Linked DNA regions of Muntiacus reevesi: region 2 is linked to region 1. The links are chromatin contacts, called in public Hi-C maps. All regions are on one chromosome and are shown on one strand. Each heading gives the region's core, a stretch centred on a gene start, on an enhancer-like site or on the middle of the called end of the contact. The rest is flanking DNA. Distances are from core to core; before and after follow the strand shown.

Region 1 (4,621 bases), core at 725-3,224:
CCCCTGCCCTGTTCCCTGGCATCACTGCCAAGTATTCACTCACTGTACTGTCACCACCTTGCAAAGCTCATTCTCTCTGACTGGATTACTCCAAACTTTCCCTTCTCTATCCCTGTGCACTGTAGTTCCATTTTTCTGACTATCTATAAGACTCTCCACTTGGACGTCCTATTCAAAACTGGTCATCCTCTTGAGTGCCAAACCGTAAGCTTACTGTGTTCTGTCCATTCTTGATAGATGATGAACCACTCAACTACCCAGTTTGTACCAAAATGCCCTTAATAATATAGAAATCCTATTGGATAACTCCAGAAACTAAAAGTTCTTAAAATTTTAATTAGGAGATACTTATTTTTCTAATTTCTCTTACTGCTTTGAATTTTTCTTTCTGGGACTTTGTAGAATAAATCCAATCTCTTCTTCCTACAAACTCTTAAGCAATGGTTCCCAAATCTGTCTGCACATTAGAATCACCTGAAGGACTCTTAATCTCAGGCGAAATTAAGGACTCAATCTCCAAACTAAATAAATCACAATACCTGGGAGCTGGTAGTTTTTGAAGCTCCCCAGGTGGTTTCAATGTGTGGACATGTTTGGAAATCAGTGTCCTCAAGTATTTGAAAGTCTCTGGTCCCCTTTTAACAACTCTTGCTTCCTTCAGTAATTTTTAATATATTATTTCCTGTCCTTATTCTATATGCATGCTCAGTCGTATCTGACTCTTTGCAATCAGATGGACTGTCCTCTGCCAGCCTCCTAGGGATTCTCTAGGCAAAAACACTGGAGTGGGTTGCCATGCCCTCCTCCAGGGGGATCTTCCCTACCCAGGGATAGAACCCGCCTCTCTTCTGTCTCCTGCATTGGCAGGTGGGTTCTTTACCATCAGCGCCAAGTGAATGCCTACCGTATGCCAAATGCTAGGGAAACTGGAGAATAAAACAGTCTATGTCCTGGTGGAACTGGCTCAATAACCTGAAACAAAAACTACCCCGCCCGTTTTTTTAATTAACATTTATTCCCACTGACAAAGAATTATATATGCACATGTCAACTCCATAAAGGCAGGGACTTTTCCTGTTTTGCTCATGCCTATCCCAGGACCCCGAACAATGCTGGGAATAGAGAAAGCACTTCGTTAAATATCTGTTGAATAACTTAGGTAATTTCCTCGGCTGCAGACTCAGTCTCTCCTGTAGGCTTTTCCCCTTCATAACGTGTCACCGTTTACCTCTACCCCCCCACCCCCAAGGCCTCATCAACATTTTATTTGCACTACTGCGAGAAACTCCTAATTCAACTCTCGGGCTCACAACACCGTAGTCTCCACATCAGTTTTTCTACACCATGGTTTTCATCCAGTTCATTCCTCTAAACGCCGGGCGGAGATATGTGCCCCCTCTTCCCGGTTTGCCTGAAAACGCACTAGGGTGATGGGAGACTATGTGGCGTTGGTCAAGAGGGCTCGCGGGAAGTTCTCAGCAAGCACCGTCCCGCCTCCTTCCAGCCCACGAGGTCCACGTGCGTGCGAATCGCGGGGGAAGGGACGGCGAGGGGGCGGGGCCCAAGGGGCCAGGAGTCCCAGACCCTCGGAGCCACAGCCCTGGCCACGGCAAAGAGGCCACAGCCGGCCCCAACCCCGGCAGTCCCACCAGCGGCGCCAGGGCCGCGCGTTCCGGGTCCAGGTTCCCAGGCGGCGCTGACCCAGGATGCTGCAGAGAGGCCGCTCCCCCTATACCTCGGAGCGACCAGGCCTCACCTTGTCTGGCGTCTCTTTGGCCACGCCGCAGCGGACCCAGGCCACGCACGTCACCTGGCGGCTGCGGTTCATGGTCCTTGGCGCAGCGACGCCTCACGCTGCTGACCTGCCCCGGTGGGTCTGGAATCCCCCGCCGCCCTTCGGCCAGCACGCTCCGAGAAGGGTTCCCGGCCGCAGCTTGGGGCAGAGCGCAGGCGCTGGCCACCAGTTCCTTAGGGGTTGTCGCCCGCTTCTGACGTCATTCGAAAGCGCCGAACGGGTAAGGGGTGGGGAAAGAGTTGGTCTCCAAGGCAGCCGGGTCAGGAGTCCACGAGGGCTAGGCTGCTATGTACGGTGGTGTGAATGGGTTTTAGAAGACATCCATGACGATGTCTGCGGGCTTCGTGGGAGTAATGAATAAATAAATGAAATTGGAACTGTAAAGGTCAGAGCCAAATTTACACCAACCTTGATTTTGCCTCCATGTTCTTAGAGCTGACAATGGTAGAGGTTTTAGGTTTGTTTTTAAAAGATTTCTCCAAAATGAACTTTTTTTTTTCTTTTCCTTCTCTGGCTGGGCGGGCTTGTGGGATCTTAGTTCCCCAAGTTCGGCAGAGCAGTGAAAGCCCCAGCCTTACACTGGATGACCAGGGAATTCCCCCGAATGAATTATCATTTCACGGAGATAGTTTAGCCATTACATTTCATTACATTCTTGCATGTTACTTATATACTAAGTACAAGGTAGTGGTTGTAGCAGCAGCAAACACAAAGTGCTTGATATATACAAGAGGCACCGTTTTAAGTGCCGTATGTAAACTTGGTAACTTCTTAACCCTTTGTGGGAGATCTTACTCCCATTTTACATATGCGGGAATATAATGTTTCCCAAGGCCACACAGCTAGCAAGTAGCTAGGATACTGTCAACTACAAATTGGCACTTACCATGGGCATTTGCTTCCCTGGTGGCTCAGATAGTAAAGAATTTGCCTACAATGCGGGAGACCTGGGTCTGATCCCTGGGTTGGGAAGATCCCCTGGAGGAGGAAATGGCAATCCACTCCAGTATTCTTGCCTGGAGAATCCCATGGACAGAGGAGCCTGGTGGGCTACAGTCCATGGGGTTTCAGAGAGTCGGACACGACTGACCAACTAACACTTTCAGACACTATAGACACTTGCCACCTATCTCTACAAAAATTAAATCATGATGGACTTCTGTAGCTGCTGACCTTTCAATACCCTGTGAAACTAGTTCAGGGTGGGGAGCAGAAATGAGGCTCTTTGTGCTGGGGAAAAACTGGTAGGACAGGTCATCAGGTGGTTAGATATTTTCAAGAGCTGATTTTCTTGGGCTCTGTGACCCTGTCTTGGTCAATTGCCCTCTCTGACCTTCATCTCTCTTCCCTACATCTGAGACTGGCAAGCAAAACAGGAGGGTGGTTGTTATGGAGAGAGTGGTGGCAAAGAAAACCGGCAGCATATGCTCTGTCCCAGTTTTATTGTCAGAATGGGCTGTCCACATATGGGGTCAATTTGTGGGCAGTTTGCAACCCATTTTCCTTACATACAATAGTTTGCTTGGTTTTGCAACAATATTGATGAAACATGATGAAAAATTACCTCCATTTAATTTTTTCCAATATTTTGGCCGCACCATGCGCCTTGCAGCATCTCAGTTCCCTGACCAGGGATTGAACCCCGGCTGCAGGAGTGAAAGCCCCGAATCCTAACCCCTAAGCCAACAGGGAACTCCCCCTCTATTTTAAAGGTGAGGAAATTCAGCAGTGAAAAGCCTTACTACCATGAGATCACACTCAGTTAGGGACTGGCAGAACTACAACTAGACACCAGCAACTCTGTACACTCAGCAGGACCCCCTTGGAACTTGCCCAGCCTGGGGAGGGATCCTCTCAGGCATGAACTGCTAATCCCTAGGGTAGGCGGAGTATGTGTTCATCTCTTCCAGGACTGTTTCTCTAAAGCAATTCCTCTGTAGCTTCTTTGCTTTTGGCCCATTTTATTTTTAAAAAACCTTTTATTTATATTTATTTACTTATTTGGCCGCACCAGCTCCTAGTTGCGACATGTGGGATCTTTAGTTGCATTCACACACTTAGTTGCAGAATGTGGGATCAACTTCACTGACCAGGGATCGAACCCAGGCTTCCTGCTTTGGGAGCACAGAGTCTTAGCTGCTGGATCTCCAGGGAAGTGCCCTGCTTTGGGCCCATTTTTAAAGGTGGTATGACAGGCTGCATTTTTCAGAAATGACTGCAACAATATCTTCCTTCAGACGTGTTTTTCCACTATGTGTTCTTGATGCTCCCCGGTCAAAACCTGGGGTCTAACTCTACCCACATCAGCCTTGAATTTGGATAGGCTTATGACTGCTTTTACCAATATTTAGCATGTCAGACGTTCCAAGCCTAGGTCATAAATAGGATGCAAGTTCTGCCTTTTCTCCCCCCATGAGACACTTATGTTTGGAGTTCTGAGCTGCCATATACAAAGTCTGACTACCCTGAGGCCACTATGTTTTGAGGAATCCAAACCACAAGGAGAGGCCACACGTGGGTGCCCCAGTAGACAGTCCTGGTTTTTGAGTCAAGCCAGAACATAAATGAAAGAGCCTTCACATGGTTCCAGAACACGGACACTAACCCCTCCTCTCAGCCTTTGAGTTTTCCCACCTGAGACCCCGGCCCTGTGGAGCAGAGATGAGCCCTTCCCACTGTGCCTTGCCCCCGAGTCTGACCCCTCTCCCCTGAATCTGTGAGCATAGTTAAATGGGTGTTTCAAACCCTTTTTTAAAAAATCCTTCCATAATTCTTTATTGTGGTTAAATGTACTATAAAATTTACCATTTTAACCATGTTTAAGTG
Region 2 (4,621 bases), core at 1,512-4,011, 160 kb before region 1:
GAAAACTGTTCTGTTTATTTTTACAATGATTCATTTTCAAAAGTGCTCCCAGTAATTCATTTATGTTTTTCTTTCACATGTAAATACACATTGTCTTACCAATTAAAGTGTCTTTGGTACAGAAATTACTGAAGCTTTAGAAACAACTCCTGCTTATGAGAAAATAAGTCGCTATGCCTCTGCTTTCAAATGTTTTGATAAATGTTGAAAATCAGCCAAGTGCCCAGAAAAACAACATCCCATTTTTAGCAGGAAAAAAAGAAACACTTCAAATGAATTGTGTTTGTGGATGATTTGTCACAGCATAAGGTTGGTTTTTTAAAATGATAATCTAGCTCAATGTTCGTTCAAATATTGATTCATTTAAAAAAGTAAAGAATTGTCTGCTTAATAAAATGTCGGCCTCCCCTCCCCTTTAGTAAAAGATGTACTTCTAAAGTAACATATGGTTTTCGAGGAGAAGGGTTAAAAAACAATCCTGTTTTCTGACACTGTGGGGGAAAAAAAATGAACTTCATCAGGAATTGCCATCCTACAAACTCCAGGCCTTTGAGAATTATTTTATGGCAATCTCAGATCCACTTGCTCAGCAAGGACACTTTAAAAGTAATAAGGTCTTATGGACACATTTTTAAACTGCCCATTTATTATAAAATGAACATACTATCAGAAGAATGAATTCACTTTCACAAGCTGAAGCTTACATTCCTTCCGGTTAACCAGCCTCAACTGTAAAAACAAACTTGAAAGAGAAACTAACTTGGGCTCTTGAGTAAACAAAGCTAGTCATATTGGGTTTCACATCCTTTCCAGATTGTCCCACCTAATTAAAAAGTAATATGTATACATGTATACAAGCTATTTTTAAAAGAGAAGTTAATTTTGATAATTTGTGGTGTGGTAATGATACCAGCATGCAAAACACTGAGGCTTAACATCAAGAAAAAACAATAGATGTGTCGGACAATTATTGTAACACTTAAAAGGAATTTTGTCAGTATCCCATTTTCTGTATTTATGTTTTTAATTTGGAGGGAAAAAAGGCTTACTTCGGATGTAATGTCCTAAACTGAAAAATGAAAGGGTGAGTTCATAATAAAACCTCATTTTACGGAATTTCCTAAAAATAAAATGTAAGTTTATGAAAGTCTTACGAAAGGAGCCAGTTAGCAGGTTTTCTTTTGAAGAATTCACCTAAAAAGTCCAGTGAACACCTTTTGTATTTTTTCTCAGCACACTCAAATTCCAAATTCGCTAGCTCAGTATTTGAAGAGGACCACCCTCACTTTTGTCCCTCTACTTCCAGGTTATGGTCTCCAGGATACCCAGGATAGCCTCATCTGCAACCCCATAAATAACAGAATTCGATCCGTTATTTCTCAAAGTCACTGTCCCCAAACGGCAAGCTCTCCGGGGTCATCATAAGGCCAACGTTTACCATAGTTTGCCTTAAAAAAAAAAAAAAAAAAAAAAAAGGCAACATCTTGCCCAGGAAAATAATATTATTTGAAACAGACCGACACGCTGCACTTTGCAAAACTTTCCAGCGGGGAAGTCAAAGTGCCCACAGCGGCGTCTGGCAGGTAAACACTTAAAACAGAGTTTTAAGCGGACTGCAGGCTGGTAGTCTGAAAGCAGGGGTACAGGTTACAGGTGGCCTCGTATCTCCAGACGAGATACGAAGCAGGTTTTTAACTTCCAGCACTTTACAAAGTTTTTCACTGAAATATTCCGACAATTGCAGATGGTGAACTTAAATCCCTGGGAGCCTGAAGAGGTTTAACCTAAGCCAAACCAGTAATTTCCCAGCTCACATCTCAAAAGACTCGGGAATTTTGCATCTCAGCCTCTCCCTGGGTTCGTTTACTGCAAACACGGAAGCGAAGGCTCACCCTCGGGACGCCGGGCCATGACCTCCGGGAGCCGGGACCCCGCGAGCTGCAGCCCTCGTCCCCGCTCCCCGCCTGGCCCGCGCGCGTCACAGTCCCGGGGTGCGGGCCCCGCCAGGCCCGCTAGCCGCCCCGCCTCACGTGACCGCCCGGGGCGGGCCCGCGCCACTGGGCGCGCCTCCCCGCCGCGCCGCGTCCCCACCCCCCACCCCGCCTCTCCGCGGCGCCTACCTGTACCCCCAGGTGGGCAGCAGGGCCTGGCTCAGGTGCGCGCGCAGCTGCCCCAGAGTCGGCTCGGCTTCTGGCATCTCCAGCGGCCAGGTCCGCTTCTGAAGCCGGACCCGCAGCTTCATGGCGGCCGCGAGAGGACTCAGCGGTCCGGACTCCCGGGGCGGCGACGGTAACTACGGAGCGGCCGGGGAGCTCCCGCCTACAGCGGCCACTACCGTAGCTATGGAGGTGTAACCAACCGACCGCGGAGCCCGCCGAGCTGGTCTCTGAAACAGGGGCGCTCCGCCCCTTCTCTTGAGGGCGCCCCCTGGAGCCCACCGGCGAGCAGACCGCTGGCGGCCCACACGGGTCCAGGCCGCTCGGGAACTCACGATCGATGACTCGGCGCGCAACTGCGCCACCTGAGAGCGCGCGAGGAGTTCTGCGCAGGCGTGGAGGCCGCCGCGGAGCGCCGCGCTGGCGGCGCTGGTTCAGCGGTGTCACTTGTCCCCGCCTTTCCTAGAGAACGTTAACGCGGAAAGGGATGCTGCAGATCAAACTACTCGCCGCTCCGCAAGGCCAGGTGTCCTGGTTCTTACTCCGTTTCCTCCGTGGCTCCAGCACCATTCGCACCCATCAGCACCTTAGATTGAACCCAGATTCTGATAGTTTCCCACGTTACAGCAAACTTAAAAACAATTTGTAGGGACTTCCTGGTGGCCAGTGGCTGAGATTCCGCGCTCCCAAAACGGGGGGCCCGGTTCAATCCATGGTAAGGGAACTAGATTCCACACGCGGCCCAGACCCAGCGCGGCCAAATAAATATTTATTAAAAAACAAACAAAACATTGTAGCCGGTGATCTATGTCGGAGAGTATATTGGCAACCTGTCGCTGCCTAATAATCACCCCAAAGCTTAACCGCTTAGGACAACAAACATTTTTCACACAGGTTCTGTAGATCGAAAATTTGACTGTTTGGTTCTGTCTTGGTCTTTCGTGAGATTACAGTCAGGATGTAGGTCAAGCAGCCTTGACCTGCAGTTATCTGAAATTTTGACTCGGGCTGGAGGATCTCGATCGCATGACAGTTGACCTTGGTTTTTTCTGTTGAGACCTTAGTGTTTCACGCCATGGGCCTCCCCATTGGGCCGCTTGAGTGTCCCAAGGGCACGATGTCAGAGTGTCCCTCACTTCCCTCAGAGCCAGTGATCCCCAGAGAGGCCAAGGCAGAAGCCACAGTGTCTTTTATGATCTCATCTCAGAAGTCACATACCATCACTTCACTCGTTCAACCAAGACTTCATTGTGGGAGAATCAACCCGAAGGCGTGAATACCAATAGACACGGATTACTGGGGTCCATTTGGGAGTCTACGTACCACAGAGGGCCTGGCAATAATGACGATGAGGAAAAGAGTATTGTCACGTTCATCCTTGTAAAGATAGCCATTTTCCAAATCATAAAAAAGTTCAATAACGTTTCTCCCAATAGGTGGCAGCACTTGTCCACATTCTGACCTTCATTCACTCGATATATACTGATCACCTCCGTTGTGCCAGAGTATCCTAGGTGCCGAGAAGACAAGGTCCTACCCATGCAGAGCTTACAGAGAAGTGAATCAACTTTTGTGGTAGAGCGTAAAAAGTGTCTTGTTTATGATAGAGATAAGAGCAATCCTGGGGACTGGGGTACATAGGGAAGGGTGGTTGGCCCAGAAGGTTCTTGAGTGGCAAGCGATGCAATTGAGAGAGGAAGTGGTTTGGGGTACACAGAGCTCTTTCTGGTTGCTGCAGTGACCTCAGGATCCCTCTAGACTTGAGACAGTGGGATGACAGGACCAGGCTTGATGTGGCCAGAATGGACACAGTAGCTCAGTGTGGACAGAGTAGGTATATCCCAGATAAAGAAGAGCCTCAAGCTGAGCAAAGGATTTGGGACACATCCTAGAATGCATAGGAAGCCTTTGAAGAGTTTTAAGCAAGGGAGGCTTCATCTATCAGAGTTCTTAGTTCTGAGCAATAGAGACTGACTCTGACCAAACAGAAAAGCAGCAAATGAAAAGGATAATGGATAGTTTTGGGATTCTGGGATGGCCTGAAGAAGTGACTCCAGGTTAAGCTTCTAGGAGGATGCTCAGAACCACACTGAAGAACTGGCCTGAGGAGGAAACTATCTTGACTGGTAGTCGCCCCACCCCATCCTGGATGGAAGCCGCCATCACCGCTGCCAGGAACCGCTTGGGAATGGCTGCCACCTCCAAGTGCCGCATGATTTTACACCAACGAAACGCCAGACTTCCAGAAGAACCTATATCCTCACCTGACTCACTTCAAAATTGCAACTTCAGTGCATCTGGGATGCATCTGCTTGAGGGAAACTGAGGCATGGAAACAGGGAAACTCCTGGCCTGAGAGACTGGAATTTAGAGTCTGATCTCTTTCCTTGGGGAAGCAAGACTTACAATATTTTAATTTCCCCAAACGGAGGAAGGCAGTTCCAAAGATGACAGGAGGCTGTGAG

What was found. A called contact is a pair of places that touch in the nucleus more often than the background predicts.
Region 2: a contact with region 1 is called in a Hi-C map of blood, with 3 times the contacts expected there. The contact joins the promoter of FBXO7 here to the promoter of PWP1 in region 1. A contact is called at or near these places in 2 of 3 Hi-C or Micro-C datasets (blood and muscle).

Annotation. Positions count from the first base shown.
Region 1 is chr1:16,694,103-16,698,723 of mMunRee1.1, reverse strand. It overlaps PWP1 (PWP1 homolog, endonuclein), which reads right to left and starts at 1,974. Exons shown (of 15, transcript XM_065938477.1): 1 at 1,757-1,974. The coding sequence starts at 1,828.
Region 2 is chr1:16,858,652-16,863,272 of mMunRee1.1, reverse strand. FBXO7 (F-box protein 7) reads right to left here and starts at 2,761. Exons shown (of 9, transcript XM_065938529.1): 1 at 2,121-2,761. The coding sequence starts at 2,242.